2 separate regions of the Mus musculus genome follow, and region 1 is linked to region 2. A link is a contact called in public Hi-C data. All regions are on one chromosome and are shown on one strand. The core of a region is the stretch at or near the end of the contact, and the rest is flanking DNA. Distances in the headings are between cores, read along the strand shown. Region 1 has its middle 24 kb from the start of Eps8l3. Region 2 has its middle 7.8 kb from the start of Gm35700.

Region 1 (2,700 bases), core at 95-2,594, 500 kb after region 2:
CCCCCATAAAATGCTTTCTGTACAAGCGTGAGGATCAGAGTTTGAGTTCCCAACATCCAGGTAACAAACGCAAAGGCATCTGCCTGTAGTCCCAGAACTGAGGCGTTTAGAGACAGGAGAAGCCCTAGAGCTCGCTGGTCAGCTGGTCCCGCCAAGTCAGTGACCATCTGGTCCAGTGAGAGACTGAGAGTGTAGAGGAAGACAGGCATAGACATCTGGCCTCCACCCACAGGTGTGTACATGTGTGTGTGCAACCCCTTTCACATGAACACACACAATACACCATACACACCACACACATAACCAAAAACACAAAAATGAACAAATAGCACAGCCCTGACTTTCCGCTGGGTCTTGTCTGTGTGGAGTCGGCAGTCTCACTGGGAAAAGAGCCTGGCTGCCTGAGGACAGCAGTGTGGGGTCCCACTCTGACCTCCAGTCCCACAACTCGAGCATCCCTTTCTAAGTGTAGTGTGTCTCCAGATCAGCAATGGGTCAACACCTCAGAAGCGTGTGTGTAGAGTCTCCGTTGTATTCCAAGCCCTGCGCCGGACACTGCCCTGCAGCAGTAAGCAGGATGGATGTGTCCAGCCTTTGGTAACTCTCCCATCCTTTCCAGTGTCACCACCCCTGTCTCCATTTATCCTCATTCCAGATTGCCTATGTTCCCATTTTCCAGCTCTGTAACACTGAGCAATGTGTTTAGTGCTCTGGACCTCATCTATAAAATAGGGTAAGGATCCCTCCCTCCTAGAAATGAATTAATATGAGAGCCCAGTGCAGATCCAGATTGATCCCGTTATCCTCTCCCCCCCCACCCCCACCCCCGGCTTGCCTCTGGTACTATCTTCCCCTAGCATGTCTTTCCTCTCTTCTGCAGAGACCTAGAAACCCAGCCTCTGAGAAGTTTTCAGAAGGAAGACAGGCAGGTTGTGGGGCAGGCCAGGGTTCTGCCAGACCTACCAGTCCTTGAGGCACTTTTCTGTTGCTGAGTGTTCTGCACCTCTTGGAAAGTGGATGAAGGCAGGAGTTTGGGCGATAAGACCCCTGCCTGTGACTACAATGCCAGTAGCATTGAATCTGAAGGACTCAGGTCTATTGACTGAAAGTCCCCGCTCCACCTGGTAGAACTGGTCCCTATAAACTATCAGCCACCTTACGACCACTGGCAGATTCAGGGGCCTCTGAGGATTAGCACCCAGATGCAGAGCCCTCTGACTTGGAGACAGGGGAATATATCTCTCAGAGCCAGATGAGACCCACAAAGCCTCAGGATGGGGGTACTGGCAGAGCCCCGTGGAGGCCCCACGGAAAGACTCAGCCCAGGAAACTCTGAGCAATGCCGGCAGACCACAGGGCTCTGAGCTTCCTGCTCTCCCCATTTAGGACACCCTGTCAACGTCAGAAGGCTTGTGAAACCTGCTGGTGGGCAGTGGAAACTCACGAGCCCCTAGGGTTCGTGGGCTGTGGTTGCCCCGCCCCTTTGCTGCCCTGGTGTCCACACTGCTATGGGATATGAGAAGGGTACCTGATGGAGGCCTGGAGAACTCCTCCTTGGAAGCCTGGGTCCTGGGCTCTGCATGTGTGTACTCTGGATGCTGCAAAAGTGCAGACTCTGTTGCTGAAGGCCTTTGGGGTAGGGAGATGTGGCTGGCGGTTCCTTTTCCAGCTTTGCTGGTTCTGTGCCTGACTTTGGGAAAGGTGCTTTCTTTGTTTCGGTTTTGTCACCTTTAAAATGGTGACCAAAAAGCACCCACATCCTGAACATTAAAGAGTGACAGAGACTTTTGAAGTACCTGGTACACAGTATGCTCTAAACAGGACCAGTTGTCTTGGCAACCGTGAGAAGAAACAGGCATCTCAGAAGTGGATATTTTTGACTCGTAATTTAATTATAAACTATCCAATCGACTACAGACGGTTCCAAACTTACAGTGGCTGTCTAGCTTAGTGCTATGAAAGCAATGCACACAATACAACAGAAAACACACTTTGAATGTGGGTCTTTTCCCGTGACTATGGATATGTAATCTGGCCCTCTCTGGTGAGGCTGGGAAGTGACAGGCAGCCACAGCTCCTAGTGAACCATGTGATGGTGGCAAGCAACAATGAGACCCTACAGTGTACTGAGTTGCTAAGCCATGGTTTTGGGGAGGCTGGGTATATGAACTGCATCTTCAATGACACTCTCAATGTACGATAAACTTACTGGAAACCAGACCCGTTGTAAGTCAAGAGGCATCCATGTACTTGGAAGAACGCACCGTCTTCTCAAAGCTGTTTCTCTCTTTGACTGTTCAACAATCCCTAGGTCTGTGTGGAGAGCCCAGCTTTGGTACCTCTGCTTAAGAACTGGAATGAAGACCTTACTGAGGGAGTCACACGTGGTCAGAAGAGGAAGTGGGCCCTGTACCAACCCGTGTATAACATAGCCATGGGGACCTTGCAGAGGCGGCCAAGGACAACGACAGAGGCTATTTTCTCAGCTACTCCCAGGGCTATTGCTCAAGACGGTCCAGGACCATCTGTGGCTATTCCTCCAGTGCTGCGCTTGCTGGGGCTCCTGCTTTATCCCTGCAGACCACATTAGAGCTTTGGTCCCTTTTTATCCCTCATGCTGAGGTGGGGCTCCATCTCCTTTCTACACCCTACAACACGATCATCCCTACAGCGATGCCATATCTTCCACTCCCAGATCTC
Region 2 (2,700 bases), core at 199-2,698:
AAAAAAAAAAAGAAAGAAAGAAAGAAAGAAAAGAAGGAAGGAAGGAGGGGGAGAGAGAGACAGACAGACAGACAGACAGACAGACAGACAGACAGAAATGTAACTAGGCACTAGCCTGTGAGCTAGCAAACTAGTGAGCATCATCGTCCAATGGTTCCTGCTGGACTGAGATGTAACACTACAAAAAAAAAAAAAAGAAAAAGAAAAAAATTCACTTTCAGGTTCCTGCTTTGACTTTCCTCTATGTTGTCCTGTGACTAGGAAGGGTAAACTAGATGAAACAGTCTTTCCTTAGATTGCTTCTAGTCAGTTACTTAACATTAACAACAGACAGGAAATGGTACCTGGCTAACAATCAGGGATCCGCCCATCTCCACCCATCTCACCCACCCCACACTAAGCTTATTACTGCCAGGTTTGACTGACTTTTACCAGGGTTCTGGGGTTCCCAGCTCAGATTCTCATGTTTGCACCACAAGCGCTTTACTGAGTGGGCCCAGCCTCTTAAGTGTAGTTTTGAATACTAACTGTGGAAAGTCAGGTGGGAAGAATAGCCCATCCTTTATGCGGTTGTTTGAATACGTTAAACACAGCACATGACTGCTTGATTCTTTTTCTCTGCTTTACTTAGGTTTTGGTTTCTGTTCTTTCACGTTTTTCAAGATGCAGAGCCAGCAGTGTTCTTGGAATGAACACCCAAGGTTTGGGGATTGGAAGGTTGGGTGTGAGCATCATTGTTTTTTTCTTCCTGTATAATCACCAGAGAAATATTTTCTTCTCTGTGGCCCCACTTTCCTCATCCTTAAATTTAGTTTAAAAACAAAATAACAAATTTCATTCCCTGATATACAGCACATGAAAGAGCTCCGTACGTACATTTTAAATAGAAAACACAGTATACATAGAAATTAAAAGCCTCTCCAATTCTTTTACCATACTACTCAGAGGGCTGCTGTGGCAGGCTGTCATGACCTATAAAACCGTCAGCACTAGGTGGTCCTTTTGTGAGTCTTCTAGACTTTTTGGTTTTTAAGATGTCTTTATCAAGACAAATCTCTCAAAAGTAGAGGGCTCTGAGTGGGCTTTCTGCTTGTGTTTAGGGAAACGGAAGTCTCAGAGATGTAGTTGCTAGTGAAGGCTCTGAAAGGCCACCAGGAGGGCAGACAGATCAAACTTCTGAGTGATGACCTGGGACAGAGCCAGGACTTCCAGTAGATGTGTCAGGAACAGATTCAGTAGCAAGTAAAAAGAGTGTTCTGAAGATGCCACAAGAAAACAGAAGCAACGACTCGGAGAGGAAACGAGATAATCAAGGAGGGACTTCAGATGGCTTTAAGGGACTGGTCAGAGGTAACGCAACAGGTGGTGGGGCAACTTACTGACTTGGCTTTGCTGACTCAGTTCTCCCTAGCCAGGCAACAGTCCTTGAGGGAGGGAAGAGGAGGAGCCTGTGGGGAAGCAAAAAGAAGGAAAGCAACTGGGGAATTGGGCCCTGGTTTGGCTGAATGTAACGAGTTTGCAGAGCAGCAGTCCTGACTCTGGCCTCCTTAGGCCCCAGAGCCTAGAACGGTACACAATCCTCTTACTCAGTTAACTCAGCAAACATTTATAGGCCTGCGAGTCAGTTCCCCGCAGTAGACCCACGTGGGATTGCTAGCCCTGGCGAGCCTCCTGCCTAGCGACCAGCAGAGGGCAGAAAAGACCCGCAGATGCCAAACTCTGCACAGCCTGCAGCCTAGCTTCTGGCGGGGAGGGGGGCGGGGGGAGGGGTGTGGGGAGAAACTAGGTCACTTGGTCCTGCCAAATGGCAACATTGACAGGGGTGGACACACTGGGACTCAACACAGAAACTGTGAGGCCTCGAACACCACCTTGCCAAGAGCACTCATGCCTCTGGGCTTGCAGAAGTCACCGTTGCTTGTAGAGGGAAGGATGAGATCGTGTGTGTGTGTGTGTGTGTGTGTGTCTGTGTGTGTGTGTGTGTGTGTGTGTCTGTGTGTGTGTGTGTGTGTCTGTGTGTGTGTGTCTGTGTGTGTGGTCTGTGTCTGTGTGTGTCTGTGTGTCTGTGTGTGTCTGTGTGTGTGTGTCTGTGTCTGTGTTGGGGGGGTGTTTGGTTTATTTTGCTTGAAATAGCTTGCTGCAGTACTTGGCTTTTTTTTTTTTTTTTAGATAAATTCTCACTCCAGACTCCAGGCTGGCCTGGAACTTAGGGTCCTCCTGCCTCACAGTGATGTACAGCTACATGTGGGATAGCTCAGGGTCGGGGCAAGGAAGTTCTTCCATCAAACAATTAAGTAGCAGGCTCACCTCAAGCTGTGTTTTAGAGTAAAGGGGAGGCCAGACCCATGCAGAGCACTGATGGGTGGGGCAGGTTGCCTCAAGAGAGTTTACCAAAGCTCAGAGCCCTCTTTGGTCTGGGAGGAAACTTCCATTTGGAGGTGAGGGGGAGGGCTAAGTGGACGGATGTGGCTAGGTGAATGCCAGATCATATTTCTTAATGGTTAGAGGACAGACTTGGAGTCAGATTAGCTCTTTCTCTTAGTCTTGCCAACCAGAGGTTATGAAACCTTGAGTCGGCCATTTCCAACCTCGTTTTTCTCCTCTGTAAGCTGGTGAGACTGTCATAAAGATGAAGTGGAAGAACTCTCCAGTGTGTGAAAGTGTTGTTGAGTCTCCTCCCCTCTGTCCTTCTTAGTGGCA

Evidence for each region. Hi-C and Micro-C count contacts between places; a contact is called where the count stands out from the background.
Region 1: a contact with region 2 is called in a Hi-C map of the Ba/F3 cell line, with 3 times the contacts expected there. The contact joins two enhancer-like sites. A contact is called at or near these places in 3 of 484 Hi-C or Micro-C datasets (the Ba/F3 cell line, embryonic stem cells and palatal mesenchyme).

Annotation. Positions count from the first base shown.
Region 1 is chr3:107,851,602-107,854,301 of GRCm38.p6, forward strand. No RefSeq gene overlaps it. Among named protein-coding and RNA genes, the nearest start is that of Eps8l3, 24 kb to the right of the region's middle. Within about 2 kb of position 1,345, at least 72 of the 459 cell types and tissues checked have an H3K27ac peak or open chromatin away from gene starts, as enhancers often do. A contact at or near this core is called in the Ba/F3 cell line, where this site is marked.
Region 2 is chr3:107,355,648-107,358,347 of GRCm38.p6, forward strand. No RefSeq gene overlaps it. Among named protein-coding and RNA genes, the nearest start is that of Gm35700, 7.8 kb to the right of the region's middle. Within about 2 kb of position 1,449, at least 96 of the 459 cell types and tissues checked have an H3K27ac peak or open chromatin away from gene starts, as enhancers often do. A contact at or near this core is called in the Ba/F3 cell line, where this site is marked.